3 separate regions of the Sus scrofa genome follow, and all the other regions are linked to region 2. Evidence: chromatin contacts called from public HiChIP or PLAC-seq data. All regions are on one chromosome and are shown on one strand. The core of a region is the stretch at or near the end of the contact, and the rest is flanking DNA. Distances in the headings are between cores, read along the strand shown.

Region 1 (4,275 bases), core at 1,636-4,135, 600 kb before region 2:
CTCTCCCTAAGGGATTGCGTGGGTTAAGAAATTAATCAAAACCAAGTGCGAACTGCAGTTGAATACAGGGAACTGGTATCTCCTTGGATCCAGCTGTGCATACCGATGTCAAAACAGTAAAAGGATCCAAAAGTCATCTAGGGCTAAAATGAAACTTGGGTCTGTTATTTTTACACAAAGCCAAGGAAGCAAGTCAATTTCAGCTGTTAGGCAGTCTAGGACAATAGTTCTTAAGCACTAATGTGGACAAACAAGAGGTAATAATGAATGAAACAATTGCTGGGACCCGTGTGTCTTCAAGTTACCCTCTCCCTCCCACTAACCAATCTATATACATAAGAGTTACCCTCCCCCAAACACTTCACACACTTTTCCCCCCATCCCTAGAGACCCAGTGACAAGCCACAGGACGTCTATTAGCATGCATTAAAATAAAAAGCATCACTTGGAATCTCTACTTTGGTTGGGGCCAGTCCAGCATCTTTGGGAAGCCAGAATCTGCCAAGTTTATCTCTCTCTCTTGGAATTCAGACATTTAATCAATGACACTGGCTTTGCCAAGGTTGTAAAAAGAAAACAACTCTCAAAGTGCTAACCTTTATTTTGGTCTGGAAAGAGATTCACATGCTTCAGCTGGTGACCAAGATGTAAAGAACCAGGCTCTAATAGCATAAAAAATAATTGTATGAGGGGGCAGGAATAGGTTGCAAGCATGAGTGGCACAGCTAACTTTAAGTTCCTGGTTATTTTCAAAGCCTGATTTTCTCTAAAACCTCCAGTTTCATATTTATTTACTAAGAGCAGTGGGGTTTTCTATACTTTGTACCTACACTAATGTTTATATATATGCACAAAAACTTTTCTACAGGGCAGCTTTACTGTCTTGCATTCCAGCATTTACATGTTTATCATAAAATTCATAGCACAGACACACAAGATGTCCCCAAGAAATGACAAAAGCATCACAGCGTCTTATATTTCAAAGCTCTCTGTCATCACAGCTTACTCTTGGTGGACAGGGATGGCAAATTGCCTGTGTGTCATGCTCAGCATGCAGGAGTACATGTACAAGGGGACTTTACTCGTGGGACATGGAATCCATTCGTCTTAATAGACTCACTGGACATTTTATCATCTTTAAATCTGTGGGATGGGCTATTCCTTTTGCGAGAAGATGACACAGCTTTAGGAAAACAGAGAAAGGAAAATGTAAAGCTTAGAAACATGTGTTGTGCCAGCCCAAGAACGGGTTTTGCAGCCCTGCTAGATGCAGACAAGTCCCTGGTGAGCCAGATCCAATGTCTGAAGCCTTGAGTAGGACTGCGGGATGAAAGCCTGTACCGTGTACTCCACCTATGGGTCTTGTGGGTCCCTCAGCCCTGGGTTTCCAACCCTCAGAGTCAGGAGGATGGCTAGACAAAGTAATGGCACTTCTCTCTCCCACTGACTGAGATTAAATGAAAGCAAGAGATTATGAAGCAATATTTGTGATTTTCTTTGTAATGAAATTCAGAGCATTTCTAAAGGTTCTATACTTCAGTATTTGCTCTGGGCAAAAAGAATAACCAAAAATAATAATGATACTACTACTACTAATTTGGAAGACGTCTTGGCGAGAATCTTGGCACGGCTGTGTGTGTGGCTGCTGGGTTTGCTGCAAAGATTCTATCGGAAACCTGCAGACAGTGGTTTGCCCCCAAAGAAGCCTTGTTGTGACTTACACAAAGAGCGGAGGCTTATTTTTCAATTCAGGGGAATTTTTCCAGGTTAAAAAAAAAAAAAAGAAGGTAAGCATATTTTAACTCTGCCTGATACAAAGGATAGGCTTCTTTTGACATTTATAACCTAAAAAAAAACAAACACAATTTTCAATTTATCATAAACTTAAAGGGAAATATTAGGCCATCTCTTTTGTAAGAGGCAACAAACAAAACAAAACAAAAACAAACAAAAAACAACCAACCAAACCTGAAAGGCCCAGTCAGAGTTTTGTCTCTTAATTTACATGCATTTTCTTCAGCAGAAACCACCTACAGATCCTAACCCAGGTACAAGGTTTCTAGAGCCAACATACCCTGCAGAGAGGTACTGGTCTTGAGTTAACATCTTAAATGGGCAGTGTCACCCATCTGCCTTGGAAGAAGCTTTCCTGATACATGAAACCACATTTTTGTATCAGTTCCCATGAAGACACGCAAACGACTGGAAGCTACATCCCATTTGCTGCAGAGGTTTTGCAATATCTCCTCCGTGGAGGGACTCTGTGGATTCGTGGGAGGGAAATAAAAGGAATGGAAGAAGTGTGGGAAGTTTGTGTTGGGAGAGGCTTGTCTAGCCCGGTAGTGATTAAAATATTATAAATTGTGTTTTGTCTGAGTGGCTCACATGGTTTTCGATGTTATTCCAGTTTAAGGTTGGTTGCTGATGGTGGACGTGGGAGGCAGAGAAGTCAGTGAAGTTCCTAAGATTACAAGGCAAGTGGCCCCCAATCTGGGTGCAGCTTGCCCTCCTTACTCATGAAATGTGCTTTTCCAGGTTGAGCCCAAGACTGTTCAGTGAAGAAGTTTCAGGAGTGGCTGCTTTGGGTGAATGTCAGGGTTTTGGCACTGACTGTGATGCTTTGGCATTGACTCTCTGCTGTGATCATTAACAGTCATGGGTTCAGTCTCTCCTGTTCTATGTGTGTTAACAAGATACAGAGGAAAAATTCACCTTGCTTGTGTTCAGGTTGTGTCCAAAAGGGCTGCAACAGGTCATGTAAACCTCTGGCCCGGGAGGAGTGGAATTTATCAAGAGGTGTTTCTGCAACTCAGAAGCTCTGTGCTTGTGACTGCCCAGCAGGCTGGCAGATGCTGCTGTTTGTCTGTGATGATGAGACCAGCAGCATGTGGTCTGTAATGCAGAGAAAACAGGAAATCCTCCTTCTTACCAAGCAGGCTGTGCAAAAGGGTCTTGCTCTCCTAAGCAATTTCTTTCTTTCTTTCCTTCTCAATCTGCTGCCCCTCCTTCCTCCCCAAGGCTTTAGTTTTGTGACTATAATAAGACCAGTATGGTTTAGATTAACTCTCAAACATTACTGTTCCAAAAAAAGAAGGTAAAATGATAATGGCAATCAAGAAAACATTTTGCAGTCTGGTAGTTTCTTGCAAAGTGAAACAGAGTCTTACCATGTGATCTGGCAATGGTGTTCCTTGGTGTTTACCCAAATGAGCTGAGAAACCTATGTTCACACAGATATTTATAGCAGCTCTATTCATAGTTACCAAAACTTGAAAGCATGTCCTTCAGCAAGTGAATGAATAGAGTGCTATATCCATACAATGGAATAGTATTCAGCAATAAAAATAAATGAAATATAAGCCACAAAAAGACACGGAGGAACCCTACATATGTATTGCTAAGTGAAAGAAACCCCTCTGAAAAGGCTAATACTATATGATTCCAACTCAATGACATTCTTGAGAAGGCAAACTGTTGAAAAAAAGACAAGCAAAATATCAGTGGTTGCCAGAGGTTGAGGGGAGGGAGGGAAGGGTGAGTGAATGGAGCACAAGGGGTTTTTAAGGCAGTGAAACTAATTCTGTATGATACTGTCACGGTGGGCATATAACACCAGACAACTGTCAAAACCCATAAAATATACAGCCCAAAGAATCAACACAAGTGTAACCTATGGACTTTCGTTAATAATAATGTAATATTTTTAGTTGTAACAAACATACCACACACTAATACAAGACGTGAATAAGAGGGGAATATCGTGGTGTGGGAAGGAGTCCATGGGAACGATCTGTACTTTTTGCTCAATTTTTTTGTGAACCTGAAACTGCTCTAAAAGTAGCTATTAATTTAAAAAGAACATTTTGAGAGGTGAAAGGTGGTCAATACAAATAGTCTTTTGCCAGGTGGAATGTGAGCAAGGGGCTCTGGGCCAGGAAGGCTTCTTGGAGGAGGTGCCATTTAAGCTGAGACCTGTACTCGTGGGATGGCAGGGTGTGTGAGGCAAGATCATGAAATCACGAGGCTGGAGCTTAGAGCGAGTGAAGGTGAGAGACTCTACGTGGATCTGGGACAGTAAGTTGGATGTTGAGCATATGGGAGCCTAGAGGACATGGGAAAATTTTCGGTTTTATCCTGAGTTGTAAGCAGGGAGGGCAGCACATTCCCAGACTGTGAGGACCATGTTGCGAGTGGCAGAGGACCTCAGATCTGAACTGGAAGTGGATGAATTCAAGGAGTCCAGGAATTTGAGGAAAACAATATTCCAGTTTGGGG
Region 2 (4,082 bases), core at 273-2,772:
TATAACAGAAGTAAAATTTAGCATTATTCCATGGGAACGACAGGAATGTTTCTAGCAATGTTTCCTTCCCTTTTCTCTCACAAAGGCAGAGGAAGGAAAATTCTATATTGCCGCTTAAATGAGCGCTCTTGGTGGAAATGAATTCTCCTACATGACGTTACTGAACTTCATAAGTTGGGTAAAAAGCCCTTCAGACCAAGGGGTTCCCGGCACCCCTTAGCTGAGTCGCATGCTGCCTGCTTTCCATCCATTTTAGTTCCTCGACGAAGAGGGGCCGTGGTTTTTGTTTCTGGTTTTCAAGCTTGCACCGCACAACGCAGTTACAGCCGGCGCGCGATCGCTGGAACCCCCAATGCCCGATTTAGAATAAACCAGCAAAAGCCTTCCTTGCCATTACCGTCCTTGTCAGCGTTCAAACTAGGGATTTATTGGTTGAGATTCCGGGTTGAGCAGCGCCCACGATGCTGCCCTCGAAAGGCTAAACTTGGTGCATCTATCGTACCTCCTCTTTTACTAAGGTAACTTGATCCTCGCGCGGGAGACCGCAGCGCGGGGTGCGCCCCGCAGCCCCTCGCGGGGTTTAGGGTTTCAAGCAAACGGTCGCAGCCCCACTTGAGCCTCCTCTGACCTTTCCGAGCGGCAGATTACCCCAGATCGCTCTATCTCCCCAAGCAGAGCCCATTTTTGCCTGTTGCACACACCCGAGTCGCACCCCACCCCGTCCCCGGGCGCTACAGGGATGTGCTGGAAGGCGGCCCCCAGGAGCTCTTGGTCGGTTCTTAGGAAAGTGCACTTGAGCCGAAGCAGAAAGGTTTCACTCTGCCCGAACTCGCCTCCAGATCCGGCAGCCCCGAGCCGGGACGCAGAGATGGTGGCCCCGGGCAGGAGGGCCGGCAGACGGGGAGGTTTGGTGACTAAGTAGTTATTTGCAATTGCTCGGCCAAGGTGGGACGTCTGGGATCTTTACACCTGAAATGGGGCTTCTTCAAAATAATCTCTAAAGAGAAATACAAAGGAGTTTTCTAAAACCCCAGGCCCATTAAAACAAAATGCGTCTGGGTGCTGGGAGATCCGGAGCGTCCCATGTTTCCTAGAGCAAGAGGAGCGAGGGGATCGGCCCACGTGGGGAGAAGCGAGACTGGACGGACGGAGTCATGGTCTCAGGCTGGGCGAGGGCGCCCGGGATGCGGCACCGACGGCCTGGAACACGCCAACGCCGGCGCCGGGCAAAGGGGTTTCGGGTAGACCTAGATGCGCTTCAGTCTGGAAGTCCGGGACCTCCCTGCCCGAGTAAGGGGTTCCCAGGCCCGCAGCGCCGCCGCCAGGAGAGCGGGGGCGGGCATGCAGCAGCGCAGTCTGCCTAGAGCACCCGTTTCCTGTCGTTTCTTCCCCAACTGAAGTTCTTACAGAAGAGACCCAAAGGCCGCGAGAAGGCCAGCGGAACCCCGCGCCGTCGGGGGCGTTCCCCAGCGCACTGCGCGGCAGCGAGGAGCCCGAGGCGGCGAGCGAGGAGGCCTGCTGCCCCCTGGCGTCCGCCCCGAGCCCGCAGCCCGCAGAGCCTCCAGGCCGCTCTGCGAAGCCCTCCCGGCCTCTCTGGGCCTGGAGCAAAGAAAGTCACTTCGGCGCCCGGAAAGGCCTCCTCGGATGGCCCGCTACAGCCGCCGGTCTCCTGCAGGCCCCAGCGGCGGAGCCCGAGGAGAGTCCTCAGCGGCGTCGCCCTAGTACCCCAGCCGCGGGCCGGCAAGGGGATAGAGGCGGAGGGAGGGAGGGACCCCCGCCTAGGGACGTCGACGTGGAGGGCTCGGTGCTAGGGGGGAGCGGGTGAGCGCCCTCCCCCGGGGGGAGAGATGGGGTGGGCTCTGTGGGGAAGGTGCAGCCCGGCGGCTGGGCGGGGGCGGGGCCCCCTAAGCTCTGCGAAAATGCCCGTGGCGCCGGGGGGACGGGAGCGGGGGAAGTTCCCGCCAGCGCGCAAAGCCAGGGTGGGTTCAGCACCCGCTGCAGCTCGCGGGCGGAGGCGGGGAGCGGAGCCGGGGCTGTTTCCGGGGAGAGGGAGGTGGGTGCGGGGCGCGGGCGACGTGGGCCTAGCCAAGGAGCAGACGCTCCGTTAACGGGGAGCGAGCCAAGCGGATGCTTTCAACTTTCTTTTCGGTTGCTTGTTTTGGGGGGTCTTTTCTGACCGCTAAGCACACTCAGCCTGAGTGCGGCGCAATGGGTAATTAAGCCGCAGCCCAGCCGCGGCGAAAAACGCCCAATTATAGCAAATAAACCAAGAGATAAAACTCAAAAAACACAAAAACCATGTTGTGGAGACCAACACCGCCTGGCCTCACTAAATGAATCAGCTCCAATTCGCCGCAGTTGCCAGTCAGGCCGTGGGGGCACGCCGAGCTGGGCCGCTGGGCTTTCCGCCCTCCGGCTCCCTGGCCCCCTCGGGGCCGAATCCCACCCACGTTGGGGAAGTAAAGGCTCAGCAGTGGGCTGCCGCGCAGGGCGTGGGCCGTCCGGGCGCTCCGGCCTGGTTTTGGGAGGCTTGCGACGGCCGCTGCCCCGCACCCTCCATGGCTCGCGGAGCGCCTCCCTCCGGCAGATCTGCGGCCCGGGTCGCTCCAGGCGCTGCGCGCGGCCCGATTCCTCCCTAGGCTGGCCGGCCTCCTTTTCTCCACGACCTCGCTCTCCGAACCGCAGCCGCCAGTGCCGCCGCCGCGCACTACAGCCCTAGATCTGGCAGCTGCGCAACCCTGAGCGTGTGCAAAGCCGCAGGGTCGCCGTCCGCACCGGGGCGGGGCCTCGGGCGAGCGTGGGAGCGTGTGCGTGTGTGTGCGTGGATGCAGATACGCGCGGGGAGCGAGGGGCGGTGGACTCTCCACCCTGGCTGCGTACAGTAGCGCGCGGCGGCGGCAGCGGGGGCGCGCGGGCCAATTCCAGGAGCCCGCGGCCGTGAGCCGCGCCCTGGCTGATACCGGAAAGGCCTGTGATTGGCCCGCGGCCGCCCCTATGCAAACGAGCTGAGGGAATGGAATTCCTCGGGCCGGGCTTACAGTAAAAGCACGTTCATTTCCAGGCACTCTCATTCATAGAGCCAGCGGGCGCAGGCGGGACGGGCGCCCTGCGGCCGGACCCAGCCAGGGCACCACGCTGCCCGGCCCTGCGCCGGCAGGCATCTCTTCTTGGGGCTCCTGGGGACGCCAGAAGAAAATCAATCTTTGCTGTTTCTTTTTGACCCGCGTTGGAGCTTCGATTTTTTTCCCCCCTTTCTTTCTTTCTTTCTTACTTTTGAATGAACTGGTTTCTTGGCTGGATGGTTCAACTTCTTTCCTGGCTGTGAACTTTTCCCCGGTTGTTTTCTTTGACAACCGCTGGAGAAAGTGCGCTGTGCTTCGAGGCGAGTGATGAAGTTGGGAATGCGTGGCAGTGTGTGCGTGCTTGTGTAACTCGAGCCGCCCCGTCTGTTTCGATCTGCGCTGCGGAGCCTCCTCTCAGGGCCCTCTCCACCTGCTGCGGTTACGCGGTGATCGTGGGTATTAGCGCGTCCAGGCAGTTAACTGGCCCGCGCTGGGGCTACGTTGGAGGAAGATTGCCTCGCTACAGCCCAAGTCGGGGCTGACTCAACGAGTCGATGTAGACAGCGGCTGGCTTCCGAAGAGTGCGTGCCTGCGTGCGTGTGACTCGGCCTCTGCTCGACTCCCACCAAACCACAGGATCAGCCACAAACTTAACCAACATCCCCAAACCCGAGTTCTCAGATGTGGAGAGCTGAACCCTGAGTGTCATCGACTTGGAATTTTTTTTTTTTTTTAAGATTAGCTTTTCTTTGAAAAGCATAATTTTCTGAACTGAACATTTTGCCAGAATTTATTGAGAGAACATGACAAGTACTTCTAGCACAGCCCTTCTGCAACTACTGAAGTTGATTTTCAAGGCTACTTAAAAAACAACAAAAACCCTGCAGCGAACATTAATGGATTTCTGTTGTGTTTAAATTCTCTACAGATTGTATTGTAAATATTTTATGAAGTAGAGCATATGTATATATTTATATATATGTGTGCACATACATTAGAAGCAAGACCTTTGGAAGTCTC
Region 3 (4,306 bases), core at 724-3,223, 540 kb before region 2:
GGCCACAGAACCACACACTATGCTAGTTCCCAGAAACAGAACCTGCAGTTTTGAATCAGCAAACAAACTGTAAACACTACCAGGTAAAGAAAGAGTCCAACTCTTTAGTCCCATTCTGTGGCCATCTCTAAATGAGAATGAGGAAGTAAGAATATCAAATGTGAAAAGGAGGTTGATTTAGACTATCCTCTGGTTCTGATGGAAAAGATTAATTAAAAGGTAACGGTGTTAGAATCTGCGATTTTCATGTTCTTGAAGAAAACTGTCATTTAGATTATTATGATATTTAGATGTCATTTCTTTTAAAAGTTTTGAATGTGTTTCTATAACTAAAAATGCACTTCAAGGATTTTGGAAATGATAAAGGTATTTATCATCAGCCCAGTTTACAAATAAGCCATGTGGAAATTTTATTTATTTATTTATTTATTTATTTTTGATCTAGAGACTCTGCAAAGGGTTTCTGGACAAAAACAGAAAATGCCCAATTATATTTTTGGATTTTTGATATATGTTTGTCCTTTTTTTTTTTTGCTTTTTAGGGATTCACTCATGTCATATAGTGGTTCCCAGGCTAGGGGTCGAATCAGAGCTATAGCTGCTGGACTACACCACAGTCACAACAATGACAGATCCAAGCCACATCTGTGACCTACACCACAGCTCATGGCAATGCCAGATCCTTAATCCACCGATCAAGGCCAGGGATTGAACCTCCGTCCTCATGGATCTGATCATAGATTCGTTTCCACTGAGCCATTATGGGAACTCCCTGATATATAATTTTTTATTACAAGTATGTCCAAATGTTGCAGGGGACCTACTAGAAAAATTATTCAATATTGATCTAAAATGTAATTTTAACTGAGTGTCCTGTATTTTTATTTGCTCCGTCTGGCTACCCTCTTTTGGAAAAAATCAAGTGGAATATTAGTCACTTAGTCTTTCAGAGACTACATGCCCCCATCCCTTCCAGGAAGCTTCTTTGTGGTCTGATCACTCTGCAAGCATTTCTTTCAGCCTACTCCGCATCTTTGCTGGGATGGCACACGTGTCCGTCACACTGCTTCTCAAACTGTGAAGTGCTTGCAGATCCCTGGGGCACCATGTTAGAACCCAGATTCTGACTGGGAAGGTCTGGGGTGGAGCCTGAGAATCTCCATGGTAACAACTCCCAGGTAATGCCTGGGCTGCTGTTACAAGGAAACCCCTAGCCTCCTGTCCTCATTTTTAACTAGACATAAACAAAACCATCATTAAAATGTTTTATGTACACTTAACTTCTTTCAGATTCTTTGTTCTGTTTTTTTGGGTTTTTTAAAAGCCAGAAAATGTTCAATGTTACATCTTTTGTTAACGGAAGAAAACTGTCTTAGACTGTGAGAAAGTTCTGGAAAAGCACATGTTCCAGGAACGGGTCATTAGATTGTTCATCCGTTCATATTTCTGGATGGATCAGAAGTCTCATTAGAAAAATCACATGGTTGTACTTGGTTAACAGGCCATCCCAGGCACCAAGTTCCAAAGTGTGTCGGTTACCAAGCGTGAAAAGCCTGCTGGAAGTAATGTTTTTCTATTACACTGAACTCTGTTAGGGGGAAGCATGTTGAAATGATTTCAACATCTGCATATAAAGGCTCAAAAATCCTTTTAAAATGAAAATCCCAGATTAACAGCTGAAGTTATTTGTTGCCAGGTATTTTGAGCCTTCCAATGGCAAAACCCAAATTAAGGAGGGGGCGATCCTTGTCAGTCAGGAGGGCACTTAGGATTCTTACCAGGGCTCATGCCTAATTCCCATCACCTGGCCACCATGGAGTGGGCTTTGTGCCTTCTGTGGATGCAAATAGTGTCGGATTAAATGGTCCCCGTGTTGGAAGCATCTTGTCTGTTCCTGACCCCCTGCAACCACCATGCTGAGAGTCAGGCAGCGCAGGACGTGTTGACAGGCTGTGAGTCTGCTTCTTCTCCGGGTGTCTGATGTGGCTTCTGTGTCAGACACGGGGCAGACAGAGAGGGGGAGGAAGCTGGCTGGGAGGGGCAGGGGGACGGGAAAGACTGCTAGACAACTTTTTCTGGCAGCAGCTTGGCTGTTTAAACTTTTGCCATCAGAGGGAATTTTAAGAAATGGACTCAACTAAAGAATGAGTTGAAAATGTGCTTCCTTTGAGAAAGTTGAATGCCACCTCCTTAGAGAATCTTTAGGCTGGATGTGGAGATGGTTTGATTCTGCCTTTTGGGAATCCCGAAGACCCATCTAAGGAGGAAGGTGTCTCAGTCTTCTGAAGGCACAGAAACCCACGCAGTAATCAAAAAATGTGCAGAAGGGACAGTTAAAAGATTGTCTCCAAAGTTAGATACTAGTGTTATATCAATGATCATTTCCTGATTTTGCTGATTGCACTGAACTTATGTAAGAGAATGTCCTTCTTAGGAAATGGGCACTGAACTATTTGGTAAAGAGGCATCTTGTCTGCAATTTACTCTCATATGATCCTTAAGATAGAAAATGACAAAACAAAACTGATAAAATGGTGAGAGTTGGGAAATGTAATGAAGGTATAAAGGAGTCGCTTTGCGCAATTTTTGTAATTTTTTATGTAAGTTTGAAATGATTTCAAAATGAAGGGTTTTGCTAAAAAGAAAGGATCTCCTTAGAATAATGCTGCCTAACCCAGTCTCTGGCACTGTGTCCTGCCTGCCTCAAATATCCAGAGTGGCTACTTATCTTCACAGCAAATGCTGAGCCTGGCTGTCCCTTGGGGACACCCCCAAGGCTTTGTGTCATTGTTCCCCCACTGGCTAGCAAGGTCTGGGGCCAGGAGATCTCTTTCTGGAGTCTTAGAACTGAACACAAAACTGCTTTAGTCAGTGAACATTGATTTTTCTGATGAGGCTCTACCTACCTTTTAGTTGAGATTAGCTTATGGAAAGTGGAAATCTCTAGGCAACATATGGCTCAGAGTGTTACCTAAATGTGTGTGTGTGTGTGTGTGTGTGTGTGTGTGTGTGTGTGTGTGTGTGTGTGTGTGTGTGTACTCCAGGCTAGCGCCCTTCATTTCAGGGCAGGGTTCACGCGTGCATCTCTACGTGGAGGCTCACTGCTAGACTGTATACAATTCCTGCATGGAGAACACAGCATCCTTAAAGCACTTTGTTTCTCCAGAATGAGCTCTGAACCACCAAGAGGATAGGTGACACGTTGGTAAGCAACTTAAAATGGCAAAAAAGGAATTAATTCCCAGTTTTTACCAGTTTGATGTCTTTCCATAATCCCAAGCAAGATACCTTTTTTTCCCTCCTTTCTCAGTAACAAGATTCTCAAAAATCCTTGGTTTTAGTCCCTAACCAATTTATCAACATTTTTTCTTTGAATGCTAAGATATTTTTTTTAAGTTTGTAATATTAACTACTTCATAAAGGGAGACTCCTCCCCAAGCACATTTCCTCAGAATATCCAAGTGGTCCAAGTATTTTTTTTCCCCTTTCTCACCAGAATTGAGGTGGCCAAAATCAATCATCTTTGGGAATCTTTAACCTTAGAGACCTGTAAGAGCATGTAAACTCTCCAATACCGATGGACCAAAGGCTGTCCTTTCTTTGGGGTGGAACATTTTAATTTGGTTTAGAGTTGATTTTTTTTTTTCTTTTCGCTTTTAGGGCTACATATGTGGCATATGGAGTTTCCCAGCCTAGGGGTCGAATCGGAGCTATAGCTGCCAGCCTACATCACAGCCACAGCCCAGCAATGCAGGATCTGAGCTGCATCTGTGACCTACACCACAGGCTCACGGCAATGCTGGATCCTTAACCCACTGAGCAAGGCCAGGGATCAAACCTGCAATCTCATGGTTCCCAGTTGGATTTGTTTCTGCTGTGCCATGGAGGGAACTCTGATTTTTTTTTTTTTTTTAATTGCTAGAGAGTTTGAGTAATTCAATTTTTCCCTTTAGAACTTTTTAAAAATCATGGTTCATAATGCTGCTTTAGCCCCGGATAACTGCTATCACTCACATCCATACTGAATTATGATGGGTCCTCCTTTTTTAAGATGCTCTATCCTTTCAGAGATTTATCATGAATTCTTAGTCAACCTTGTTTCTCACTAAGGAAGGGCCATTTATGGTTCAGAGCCCCATCTGCAGCTCTGTATCCTCATTCGGGAGATGCTGGAGATGAGAGGGCAGGGCTGCCTTTTAGTGCTGCCTGGGAGCCTTCTTATTCAAAGACAAGATGGACATTGGGAGGCGAGGGGGGAAAGGGGGAGGGGCTGGAGGATCTGGGAGCACTAAATAGCTCTCTGAGT

The links. HiChIP or PLAC-seq counts read pairs in DNA pulled down with a chosen protein or histone mark.
Region 1: an H3K27ac HiChIP or PLAC-seq map of skeletal muscle shows a contact between it and region 2, with 9 times the contacts expected there. The contact joins two enhancer-like sites. A contact is called at or near these places in 2 of 47 Hi-C or Micro-C datasets (omental adipose tissue and skeletal muscle) and 2 of 2 datasets of contacts at active chromatin or transcription factors (alveolar macrophages and skeletal muscle).
Region 3: a contact with region 2 is called in an H3K27ac HiChIP or PLAC-seq map of alveolar macrophages. The contact joins two enhancer-like sites. A contact is called at or near these places in 2 of 47 Hi-C or Micro-C datasets (heart right ventricle and subcutaneous adipose tissue) and 2 of 2 datasets of contacts at active chromatin or transcription factors (alveolar macrophages and skeletal muscle).

Annotation. Positions count from the first base shown.
Region 1 is chr13:199,073,866-199,078,140 of Sscrofa11.1, reverse strand. No RefSeq gene overlaps it. Among named protein-coding and RNA genes, the nearest start is that of RUNX1, 440 kb to the right of the region's middle. Within about 2 kb of position 2,885, at least 20 of the 83 cell types and tissues checked have an H3K27ac peak or open chromatin away from gene starts, as enhancers often do. A contact at or near this core is called in alveolar macrophages and skeletal muscle, where this site is marked.
Region 2 is chr13:198,468,986-198,473,067 of Sscrofa11.1, reverse strand. The region is part of intron 2 of RUNX1 (runt related transcription factor 1); the gene reads left to right. Among named protein-coding and RNA genes, the nearest start is that of RUNX1, 160 kb to the left of the region's middle. Within about 2 kb of position 1,522, at least 70 of the 83 cell types and tissues checked have an H3K27ac peak or open chromatin away from gene starts, as enhancers often do. A contact at or near this core is called in alveolar macrophages, skeletal muscle and subcutaneous adipose tissue, where this site is marked.
Region 3 is chr13:199,008,903-199,013,208 of Sscrofa11.1, reverse strand. No RefSeq gene overlaps it. Among named protein-coding and RNA genes, the nearest start is that of RUNX1, 380 kb to the right of the region's middle. Within about 2 kb of position 1,973, at least 7 of the 83 cell types and tissues checked have an H3K27ac peak or open chromatin away from gene starts, as enhancers often do. A contact at or near this core is called in alveolar macrophages and subcutaneous adipose tissue, where this site is marked.